4 separate regions of the Mus musculus genome follow, and regions 2, 3 and 4 are each linked to region 1. A link is a contact called in public HiCAR-type and promoter capture Hi-C data. All regions are on one chromosome and are shown on one strand. The core of a region is the stretch at or near the end of the contact, and the rest is flanking DNA. Distances in the headings are between cores, read along the strand shown. Region 1 holds the start of Radil (Ras association and DIL domains). Region 2 holds the start of Grifin (galectin-related inter-fiber protein). Region 3 overlaps Gna12 (guanine nucleotide binding protein, alpha 12). Region 4 overlaps Gna12 (guanine nucleotide binding protein, alpha 12).

Region 1 (2,791 bases), core at 92-2,591:
AGGTCCCAGAGAGTCAAGAGTACACGCAGGGCTCTCGCCGTGGCTGCCTCAGAAATTGTCTCTTTTCTTGTTCTCCGATTCTGCTTTTTTAAAAAAGAAAAAAAGAAAGGAAGAAAAGAGAAAAAAGAAAGAAAAGGAAAAAAAGTAAGGTTAAGTCACAGAGACCAGGCAGGCAGTGAGGTCAACGACGGCTGACATGGGTGGAGGGACGTCTCTGTTCCAACAGGACAATGTGGAACACATTATCATTCCAACAGAAGAAAAACTGAGCAGTCAACTTTGCAGACGGCGCATTAGCCTCCTCCCCTCATCCACAAATCCTATCTTTATGGCTCCAGCTGGAGGGCGGCTTTAAAGGCAAGCATAATTCAATCAGGTTTCATTTGGGCCGCTAGTCACTTAGCAAAAAGGGACTGACTTCTCCCAGCAGGATTAAAGAGAAGCTCCTCTCTGGAATGCACAAGAGGTGGCCCGCAGCACCGAGAGACACCAGTAATCAAATTCTTTTTGGTAATTCAGATTAACCAAACACTCGACAGGCGACAGAGGCTGGGCCGGGCAGGTCTGCAGCCTGTCAGGCCCCCATCCCAGGGCTCCCCAGGGACAGAAGCCAGATCCCTTTGAGGGCCTCGGAGCTCCAGCTCAGCATCTGTCTCAGGCGCGGCACTTGTCGGGGGACTGGCTGGAAATGATACAGAAATAGCTGGAGAAACAATGCCTCTCGCGGGCACACCGATGGGGAGGAGACGCGATGCGGGACGGGTGTAGGCGGGGGTGTCACCACCATCCTGGTGGGCGAGTGCGGGACTCCCGCCTTGAGCTCTTTCGGGTTGTTCCAGGTTAGATTGCACCTCCAAAGCACTACCAGGTAAACTGAGGCCTGGAAAGGTCCCTTGGCCACGAGTGACGGAACCCGGATTGCCCCTGGAAGTCCACGGGGCCACGCAACCCGCGCCCACCCGGCCTTCAGGTGCAGCTCCCCCGGGCCGCTCCAGGCCCCGTGCGCTCGCCGGTTTCCATGGCAACCGAGCAAGCCTGCCTCCATCGCGCCCGGACTCGCCGTGGGGACCGTGACCAGCGCGGCCCCGCCCCAGCGCGTGCCCCGCCACCCGTGTCTCAGCCCGCGGTCTCCGCACCCTCCGCGGGTCCCCGCAGTGGCCCAGCCGCACCTCCTGGGCCATCCTCGGCCTCTGCTGACCTTCCTTCTCGCGCCCCGCACTCACCTCAGCGCAGCCTGTCAGCTGCGTCCCCCGCGCGCGGCTCCCACGCCCGCCGTTAGCCGAGCTGGCGCCCGGCTCGAAGCGCCTCCTGCCGGCCGCGCAACGGACAGGGCGAGGCCTCCGAAGGGGCGGGGCCTCTGGGGGCGGAGCCTCTAAGGGCGGGGAGTCGGGCGAGACGAACAGAAACTTGACACCTCAGCGCCCAATGGGCAGAGACGGAGCCTCGAGTGGGCGGGGTCACATGTATTAGGGCGGGCCTGGCCGACCGAGAAAGATAGGCTGTGCGCTAGCGCCCCCTTCTGGTCCCCAACGGTAAGAACGATTCTCTAAGAGGTGTGGCCTTTGAGTGGGCGTGGCCTCGGCAAGGGGGCGGGGCTAGTTTCCCAAAGTCGAGTCGTGGTATCTCAAGGGGCGGGGCTGCAGGAAAGAAGGGCGTGGCCTGTTCTTGGGCCCCCCTGCTTTGGGGTTGTGTACTCTATGATCAAGTAGGTGGTGTTTGGCCTCCACCCCAGTTAGTGGACGAAGGTGGAGGGGTGGACAAAGATGGACAGGTACATAACTGAATATGCATGAAACTGACCAGGGACAGGAAGGCCAGACTTTTATTTTATTGAATATATTTTTATTTATTCATTGACAATTGCATACGTGTATATAGTGTGTGTTGTCAGCATTTAACCCCAGTTCTTTAATTTTAATGTATCCTTCGTAGAATTTTATTTTACATTTTAGATAGGGTCTCATAGATGCCAGATTGGCCTCAAACTCCATGTGACCAAGGCTGGCCTTGCACTCCTGATGCTATTACCTCCATTGTCCTTGTGTTGGAATTACAAGCTTGCACTACCATGCCTAGTTAATGTAGTTCTGGGGATCGAACCAAGGGCCTCATGTATGCAATACAAATGCTCTACCAACTGAATCACTTCAACCCTAAGCAGCCAGAATTTTAAAAACACAAGTCAAATTATGGCAGACTAACTTTAAACCATGCAAAATGGGACCAAATCAGCTCTAGGTCCTTGACCCAAATAATGTATTTTGCTTTGACTTCTCTCTGGTATGTTCAGTGATCTCAAACTGCACACCCTAACCCGAGAAGTATATCTTTTTGTGGGCAGTTTGTCAAGAACTATACTGTAGAGAAGTAGTTCTCAACTTTCCTTAATGTTGCAACCCTTTAATACAGTTCCTCACTGGGTGGTTTGAATAGATATGGCCCCATACACTTCTGTGTTTGAATGCTTGGCCCATAGAGAGTGCCACTATTAGGAGGTGTGGTCTTGTTGGAGGAAGTGTGTCACTGTGGGGGTGGACTTTGAGGTCTCCTATGCCCAAGCTACACCTAGTATGACATATGGTCAGCCTCCTGCTGCCTGCGGATCGAGATGCAGAACTCTCAGTTCCTCTTCCAGCACTATGCCTGCCTGGATGCTGCCATGCTTCCCACCATGATGATAATGAACTGAACCTCTGAAACTGTAAGCAGGCCCAGATAAATGTTTCTTTTACTTTGGTCATAGCATCTCTTCACAGCAATGAACCCCTAACTAAAACACTCATGTTGTGGT
Region 2 (2,791 bases), core at 80-2,579, 2.0 Mb before region 1:
GGGGTGTCTCTGGGCCCCAACCACAGAAGCCTTCTTGGCTGTCAGCAATCTCTCCAGGCTCCACCCAACAGCAGCCAAGTGTGAGCCAGGACTATTCATTCAGCTTGGCTCCTCTTTGTCTCTCTGTCTCTGTCTCTCCCTCTCTCCCTCTCTTCTCTCTCTTCTCCACGTGTTCTCAGCCAGCCTCTACCTTTCTTCCTCTTTCTGTCTTCTCTCCTCTGTCTTTCTGTCCTTCTCTGCCCCCTTTTCTCTGCCACTATCCCCTTTCCACGTTGCCTTCCTTTCCCTCCAATAAACTTCATTTTGTACTAGGCCTGTTGCACGGTGCTGATTCCTCGGGGGGGGGGGGGGGGACGGGGACGACGACACATTGGCCTGGCCCACCAAGGTGCTCATTGGCCTGGCCCACCAAGGTGCTCCCTCCTGCCGCATTTTATAAAACACAACCCTGGCTACTTGGCAAAGCATGGTGTGGACCACCTGGTCCTGAGTTCCTAGCTGGGGATCCCTCTTTTCACCAAGAGAAGGTGGTTAGTAGCCAGAGAGAGAGAGACACCCTGTGAACAAACTCCGTGAAAGGAGGCCACTCGGCCCAGCAGGGTGCACCAGCCCATGCATTTATCCTCCGCAGTCCCTGTCTTCACGGGTCCTAGGTGTCCCACCCCACCTCTCCTTCCTCCCACAGACCCCATCACCTCAAAGGGCTCTCCCAGAGTCAGTGGGAATATGCTGGACACCTCCTCCTGCCCCCACCGTCCTCCCTGGAAAGCATTGCCCACCACCGTGGCGCTGGAGAATCGAGGTTTGACGTGGAAGGCGATGTCTCCGGCGTCTGTTAAGAAGTTGATCTCGAACCTATGGGTGGAGAGTGTGATTAGGGTCAGGAGTGTGGCTGGAGGGTCCCGACCCCAGCGAGGGAGGCTCTTACTTCTCTTCTCCAGCATCTGCATGTCCCTGGACAGTCAGGCTCCAGCCAGGGGCCAGACCCCCTGCACAGAAGGCTTCGAACTGAAGGCAAAACACAGGGGACAGAGCCCCAGAGGGCTGCAACCTCCTTCCTCCCCATCAAGTGTGCTGTTTATTCAGGGACACCGGCTCCCACCAAGCCCAAGCCTCTACTTCCATGTTGCTCTGGGTGTGGTGGTCCAACCTTACCCCCACAGCCTCTCTGCTTGGGGGCTGAGGAGAAGCTATAAACATTCCCAGCTCTATAGTGGAGTAGGTGGCCCCACCAGGCGCCCACCCCCCCACTCCACTTCCTTCTCCAGCATTTGCAACCTCCCTGGGCTGTGGATCTTACCCACCTGCAGTGTCATTGCCCTCAGCCACTGGGTGTGGGGATGAGGCAGCTGGAGATATAGCAGAGCCCGCTGGGGCGGGGCATGGGGGCCCCACCTCTAGGGGCCTTGTCTGGGTCACATGGACCTCTGTGCCCCATTTTTCCTCCCCCCTCAGGCTAACCCTGCTGGAGAGGGGGCTGGGTACATGGCTTAGTGGCAGCGCTCTTGCCCTGGGTTCATCAGTGAATACACTGGTCCTTTCAACATACTTCCCCAGGTCTACCTAGCTCTGCCACCAGCACTATTCAGGGTCTTGTGCACATCTGGGGATACATCACCCATCTTTGTAGGGAGGGTGTAACCAGGGCCCCCCCCAACTCCCATACTCCAGAGCCTCACACTGACCCCATCGGTCTCAAAGAGTGAAGAAAGTGTGTCCTCCTATAGAACCCTGGCTGACCTTATGACCTCAGTCTGACCATCCATCAACTGTCTACCATACTGGGAATGTGTCCCTGATCCAGTCCCCTTCCATCCCAGGGCTGCCCCGCTGCAGTGGCTCAGTGGCCTCAAGGGGATGAATGGGGATTAGGCCTGGCTCTGCTCAGCACATTCCAGTGTCCAGTCTACAGATGGGGAGGGCCTTTCCCACACCCCCACGCCTCTCCTGGCCGGCTGCCTCTTGGGCTGAGCCAATGAGAAGGATCCACTGGGGCCCTCGAGGCCACCTCAAGGATGGAGGAGAGAAGCCCAAGTCTGTGGGGGCGGTTATGGGGGCCTCTGGGACTCTCTGAAGGGGGAAGTTGGGTCACAGTGTAGCTGTGGTGGGGGCCCAGAGCCTTGGGGGTAAAGCCTGCAGATGAGTGTGTAACAAGCACGTGTCTCCTTTTCTCCTGTCCCCGTGGGTCCCCTCTGCCACCGTTCTTCTCTCCAGGCCCTGGCAGGGCTGAGCCTCTGGCCTGCTTTGCCTCTTCCCAGATACCGCTGCACGGATGGACACAGTCTGGCAGGGAGCTATGGGTACCAAGGTCAAGCAGGACACAGAGATGGCTCACTAGCATGGCAGGGTTGGCTGAGCCTGCAGGGGGCAGCCCAGAGCAACAGAGATTCCCTGGGGTGAGCCTGCTGGACCTGCCTGGCTGGGTGCAGAGTCTGCAGACCCCACATGCTCACCTTCCTGGAGGGCCATGGGGAAGAAGTACCATCAGTAAGTGCTTGCTGCGCAAGTAGGGGGATCTGAGTTTGATGCCCAGCACTTGTGCAAGGCACAGAACACAGTGGTCTGTGCTGGGGTCTCCAGCCAGCCAGTCAGGAGACCCTGGCAAGTCCCAGGTCCCTGTGACAGTCTCTCAAAACCACACACACTAAAGCCCTGGGCCGCAGGGCCCACTAGGAGACTGCAGGCCGGCTTCATGGCTTTCCCCTTCTCCTTTCCCCTATGTAGGGATGCTGCTGGGACGAGATGTCCATCTTCAAATTCTCTGGATGTGCAATACAGTGCTGGTTGGTAC
Region 3 (2,791 bases), core at 198-2,697, 1.8 Mb before region 1:
CCAGACAGAGCTGTTCACAGCAGCACTGTCCTTAGTGGAGAAAACACCGTTCATCCACACAATGTAACACAGCAACTAAAGTGCATGGCCTCCTGATATTGCACGCACGGAGAACTTGAGGGAACTCAAACATGTTAATGGTAAATTAAAGCAGTCATCTATGGGCCGGCTGGGGGGTTTGGCTCAGCAGGTGAAGTATCCTCAGAACCCACGGAAAAACCAGGGCATGGCAGTGTGTGTTTGAAACTCCAGCACTGGGAGTAGTGATGGCTAGTAGTCAGTCTACCGATTGGTGAGCTCCAGGTTTAGTGAGAGACCCTGCCTCTAAATATAAGATAGGTCTGGAGTTGACTCAGCTTTCAGAGCACTGGCAGCTCTTGCACAGGACTCAGGGTTCATTCCTAGCACTTATGAGGTGCCTCACAACCCTTTCCCTGTAACTCCAGTTCCTGGGGGATCCAAGGGTCTCCCTTAGAATCTTTTGGGTACCAGGTATACACATGGTGCACAGATACACATGAGAGCAACCCCCCACCCCGAATAAATAAAATTAAAAATGCTTAAAAAAAAAAGCCGGAGGAATCAGATGTGGTGGTCATTCCTTTAATGTCAGCACTCATGGTGCATCTCTGTGAGTTCAAGGCCAGCTTGGTCTACTTAGTGAATTCCTGACCAACCAGGGCGACACAAAACCCTGTCTCAAGACAATACAAAGCAAAGATGAAGAGTTGACAGGATAGTGACATTAATCTCTGGCCTCTACATGTACATGGGCACTGTGAGTCTCCTTCTCCTCCTGCCCCACAGCAGCACAATAAAACAACAAAAAGAAGGCAGCTATTGTATGACTGCATTTACAGGAAACACCCAGGGAGTCTACAGGCAGAAGATGGCTGAAGGACTGTCTGGGCTGGGAGCTGGGGCCAATGTGCATGGGTGGGATGGATCTCACTGGTGTGATGGAAATGTTTTAAAAATGGTTTTAGGGTGATGTTTGCACAACTTGGGGAAATTTACTGAAAAGTCCTTGAATTATACACTTCTAAAAAACTGAAGAAAAAGAACAAAGTTTCCACAAAGCCTGCTTATTTACTTAAGACAGCTCCTGCCTTGCTTGGGAGGAGGATTAATCATCTCCGTTTAATAATCCTGAGTAGCTCAGTGCAGGTTCAGGGCTAAGATCTACTTCAGAGCCTCAGCTTGCAGGGTAGGAACGCTCCAATTATACAGTCTGTTACAGGCCGTGTGCATCTTTATTAAACCACAGCTATTTGACAAAATAGCAGCAGGAAGTTAAACAGACCCTGCATGTCAATTAAAAGGAAACTGGGTAAGAGCCCTAAATGGAACTACAAGCTCCAGCAAGCTCCCTTCAAAGGTCCTCAGAGGAGAGTAGCCAGTCCCCCCTCTGGGGCCTCTGGGAAGGAAGTGGGGGGCTGCAGCTTGTGCTGCTGGAGCGGGGGATTCCCGAAGTGGATCCCCATTTCCTCAAGGCAGGGAGGAAATGAAGCCTGCTCTATAAAGAACCGGTGTCTGCTGTAAGAGCAGTGGGCGCTTTAAACCACCAAGCCATCTCCCCAGCCCCACAGAATTCTTTCTCATGTAAGATAGAATCCTTCCCTAGATGAAGATAGAGCCAAATGTGGTGGCTCAGCCTGTAATACCAGCACTCACTGGCCCAGCCAAAAAACAGTCACCAGGGTTCAAGACCAGCATAGGCTTCGGAGTTTGACAGTCTCTGAGACAAAATAAAGAGGAGGAAGGGAAGGAGGGAGGGAGGAAGGGAGGGAGGGAGGGAGGAAAAAAGGCGTTTTCTACCATGTCTCACGAGAGAGGGGAATGGGGAAGAATTAAACTTGTTGCCTGTTAGAAAGTTTATCAAGATCTTAACTCGATCCTTACAGTTGCTGCAAGGGTTAGAAAACACCACAGAAAACATGACAGGGGAAAGATGGGAGAGAAGGGGAGGAGGAAGAAGGGGAACAGGAAGAAAGAAGGAGACTAGGCCCAGACAGCGGTGCACCGCACTGGAGCACTCAGAATAGCTCTTGTAGCTCTTCTCTAGGCCTGACGTTAGCTCAAAGTAAAAAGCCACCCCCTCAAACAAAATCAACCAACCAATACCAAGAAATGGTAATAGAGACACTATAACTTTTTGAACATCAGCGTAAGAACAACCACAAACCTGGACAGTGCTTTCTAGCAGGAGTCACCTGAGAGCTCCCAAACCAGACAAGGAGAAAGTGGGGACACCCAGGGACTGTGCCTTCACGGTGGCTTTCCCAACCAACCTCTGGCCACCATCTCTGCCCACTCTAGGAGCCTAGGCACCCAGGGCTCCCTCCCCAGCCAGCAGGGCCTTGTTGCAACAAGGTCACTAGCCACCTTCCACTGATGGACAGATGAGCACCTGACTTCGGGCCACAGACCCAGCTCTCCTATGAAGACAACTTAAAAAAAAAAAAGATTTATTTATTTATTATATGTAAGTACACTGTAGCTGTCTTCAGACGTACCAGAAAAGGGTATCAGATCCCATTACGGATGGTTATAAGCTACCATGTGGTTGCTGGGATTTGAACTCAGGACCTTCGGAAGAGCAGTCGGTGCTCTTAACCGCTGAGCCATCTCTCCAGCCCCCCAAAGACGTTTACTCTAAGGAGGCTGGCCTGAACTTTGCAGAGGCTCCTCAAGGCTTCGGCACTGCACTTGCCCAGCAGAGCTTAGGTTCCGGGCCTATCCTCATCCTCTGTCAGCTGAGATGCTGTGCAGAGGTTACTGGCTCAGGAGC
Region 4 (2,791 bases), core at 96-2,595, 1.8 Mb before region 1:
GCTGTGTGCCTGGTTCTGTGGCTGGGTCCCTGAGAAGCTGAGCTGTAGAGGAAGACCATGGACAAGTCAGGGGAAAGGCAGGGTAGCCTGCAGCACCACATTGTGTTCTGCTCCATGCGAGGCAGCTGTCTGTGGGAAGGAACTGTCAAAAACAAGCTGCCAGAAGGCCACAAAGAGAGTGGCACTGAAGCTGACCCTAAGTTGAAAAGCCAGCCGTGGAAGAAGCTGTGGCAGTTTCCCTGGCTGAAGACATCTCATGGGCATAGGCCCTGAGCTTTGCATTTTTACAAAATTAAACAAAACATTGGAGAGGCCATGACTATGTGGAGGGCAGGTATCACAGTGGTGGTGTGCCCTGGGCTGAAGCTGTGGCCTACACTTCCATGGGCCTTTTAGATTTTTCCCTGAATACCGTTTGAAAGTGAATAAAATAATTTGCAACCAGAAGAAGTTTAATGTCAAGGCTGTTGTTTTATGTAACTGACAGATGAAGCTTCTACACAGTGCACAAGAAATTCTCTCTGTAGTCTTATTTAAGAAAAATTTAAGGAGGCTGAAGAGCTTGCCTAGTGGAAAAATCGTATGTCATGCTAATATGAGGACAGAACTGGGAAGACATGGCTACTGCCTGCAATCCAGTACTTGGCTAGCTAGACTAACCATTTGGCAAGCGCTGTGTTCAGTGAGAGACTTTGCCTCAATAAAGTGGAGGAAGACATCCACTGTCAACTCAAGTCTCCACACTGACACATATGTATCCACAAATGTATGTCCTCAACCGTCATACATGCATACATTATCATACACACACACACACACACACACACACACACACACACACACACAACTTTTTTGCTTAAAGAGGGCTAGGATAGTGCTTGCCTACAAGCTTAAGGGCCTGAGTTCAATCCCCAGAGCCTACACTAAAAACAAAACCTGGGAATAGTAAGATATTTGTAATCTCAGGGCTGGAAATGGATTTCACTGGTCTGACTGGCCAGCCAGCCTTGACTCAAAACACAAGGTGGCCAGCACATGAGGAACATCAAAGGTTGTACACACACACACACACACACACACACACACACACACACACACCCCTTTGAGGACTGCAGTATAATTTAGTGGTAAAGTGTTTGTTTTACATGCACGAAGCCCTGGGTTGCATCTCTAGCACCTAAAAGAAAAATTCTTTGTCAGTTTGCCAAAATAGAGTTGGAGACTGCCCAGTTGGAGACTGCCCATTTGGGAGCTTGGACTTCTGTCACACGGTTTACCCATGTGTGGACAACAAAGCCACTCTCAGATTTAGTCACCACTGGTCAAGATGCCAATGAAACTGAGGACACTTCTTGCCTTACCCTTACCGCAGCACCAGGTCTAGGGGAAAGCCAGGACTGTACGAAGCTGTGTTTGCCTGCTTACTCTGAGGTCATCAGAGACTGCCTTCTCCAGGGCTGGGCGATGCTAAGAAGCCTGTAATTCAGTCTGCATCCACAGGGAAGCCCAAACCTCAAAGCCTTAGGAGCAGGCCAACATCAGACTGTCAAAACCAAAGGATAGAATTAAGGTCTCTCTCCACACTGTCCTCAGTCAGGAACTATGGGTTGTACGGAAGGGAGGGGATGAGCTATGGTGACTTGAGTTCACACCAGGACAAACAGATACTTCTGTACATGGCTGTCTCTTAGGGGACAGGTAGGCAAAACCACTGGTCAGAAACTGACTTTGCATTGCAAATGAAATGTCCCCCTGAAGTTCAAGTCCCTCCTTAGTAAACTACTGTCATAAAAGGTATAAGTCACTGTAGTCAGTGTGTGGTGGGTCTCATCCGTAATAGCAGACTGACGTTTGCCTCTATGGATTGCTTTCTGGCTGCCATGTTCTTTCCAGCTGACCCCAGGGCGCTGGTTCTTTCTGCTCCCTGTGTGACTGCCTGTGTCAGTGGCTCCCCAGGAGCCACTGAATCCTTTCCCTCAGTCTCAGAATCACCTGGGGAAGCTGAATCCCAAACCTCTTGATTCAAGGTCTTGGGGGCCGGAGCCCAGGCTGAGCATTTCTGAGGGCCTGTCCTGTGGCTCCTCAGGCTGCTGCCTGTCTAACTAGGACAGGATGATGGTGGATCTCACATTTCTTGGCACCCAAGACTCACAGGCGAATCCATTTTCTGCATCTCTGGTGTTATGACACCTGAAGCCTTGCTGATGGGAGAGACATGGCCCTTTCCAGGACAAGACATCCTCTGTGATAACACTTCATGTCTGACCAGCCAACACAGACCACATACTCAGAGGCACCTCTTTGAAGTTCCCCTGGCTTTTCCCTGCTTGATTCTTTATTCCTCTGCTCTAGTCACCTAGGGCAGGTACTTGACAAGCAGGGAATATTCTGTGGCACCTGACATGATTTGAATTGTCTGATCCTAAATCTCTTATCTGACTTTCTTGTTTCTTTTCACAGAAACCACAATGAATGTGGTTCACGACATGGTGTGCCAGCTCCTGCTTCCCAGACCAGTGAGCACTAAGCCACCAGCTGAATGTCTCCCATCCCTGCAGGAGACAGGTCCTGGTGTCCCTTCATCACCCTTTCCTTCTTTTTGCAGCACACATACTCAGTAAGATCCAATGATATATTTACTGTGCATTGTTCATTAATCTAAAATAAGCTGTGTGGTTTTCCAGACCTTGGATAAGTCCCTTGAGAAGCAGTGTTGACGGCATCTGGTGGAGCCAGCCTGGCCTGCAACCGCCCCTCGACCCACATCTAAGTACGTTCCAGGGCAGTTCTG

Evidence for each region. Promoter capture Hi-C pulls out the DNA fragments that hold promoters and counts their contacts. HiCAR-type assays count read pairs that join an accessible place to other places.
Region 2: a promoter capture Hi-C map of liver shows a contact between it and region 1, with 3 times the contacts expected there. The contact joins the promoter of Grifin here to the promoter of Radil in region 1. A contact is called at or near these places in 4 of 39 promoter capture datasets (the SN4741 cell line, embryonic stem cells, hippocampal neurons and 1 more).
Region 3: a HiCAR-type map of astrocytes shows a contact between it and region 1, with 5 times the contacts expected there. The contact joins the enhancer-like site here to the promoter of Radil in region 1. A contact is called at or near these places in 5 of 39 promoter capture datasets (the 3T3-L1 cell line, cranial neural crest, liver and 1 more) and 2 of 115 datasets of contacts at active chromatin or transcription factors (astrocytes and embryonic stem cells).
Region 4: a contact with region 1 is called in a promoter capture Hi-C map of 3T3-L1-derived adipocytes, with 9 times the contacts expected there. The contact joins the enhancer-like site here to the promoter of Radil in region 1. A contact is called at or near these places in 7 of 39 promoter capture datasets (the 3T3-L1 cell line, 3T3-L1-derived adipocytes, cranial neural crest and 4 more) and 1 of 115 datasets of contacts at active chromatin or transcription factors (embryonic stem cells).

The regions. Positions count from the first base shown.
Region 1 is chr5:142,549,757-142,552,547 of GRCm38.p6, forward strand. Radil (Ras association and DIL domains) reads right to left here and starts at 1,342. Exons shown (of 15, transcript NM_178702.4): 1 at 1,224-1,342.
Region 2 is chr5:140,563,738-140,566,528 of GRCm38.p6, forward strand. It overlaps Grifin (galectin-related inter-fiber protein), which reads right to left and starts at 1,330. Exons shown (of 5, transcript NM_030022.1): 1 at 1,305-1,330; 2 at 929-1,008; 3 at 696-855. The coding sequence starts at 1,316.
Region 3 is chr5:140,770,449-140,773,239 of GRCm38.p6, forward strand. The region is part of intron 2 of Gna12 (guanine nucleotide binding protein, alpha 12); the gene reads right to left. Among named protein-coding and RNA genes, the nearest start is that of Gm30745, 22 kb to the left of the region's middle. Within about 2 kb of position 1,448, at least 68 of the 459 cell types and tissues checked have an H3K27ac peak or open chromatin away from gene starts, as enhancers often do. A contact at or near this core is called in astrocytes and pre-B cells, where this site is marked.
Region 4 is chr5:140,799,181-140,801,971 of GRCm38.p6, forward strand. The region is part of intron 1 of Gna12 (guanine nucleotide binding protein, alpha 12); the gene reads right to left. Among named protein-coding and RNA genes, the nearest start is that of Gna12, 30 kb to the right of the region's middle. Within about 2 kb of position 1,346, at least 71 of the 459 cell types and tissues checked have an H3K27ac peak or open chromatin away from gene starts, as enhancers often do. A contact at or near this core is called in 3T3-L1-derived adipocytes and liver, where this site is marked.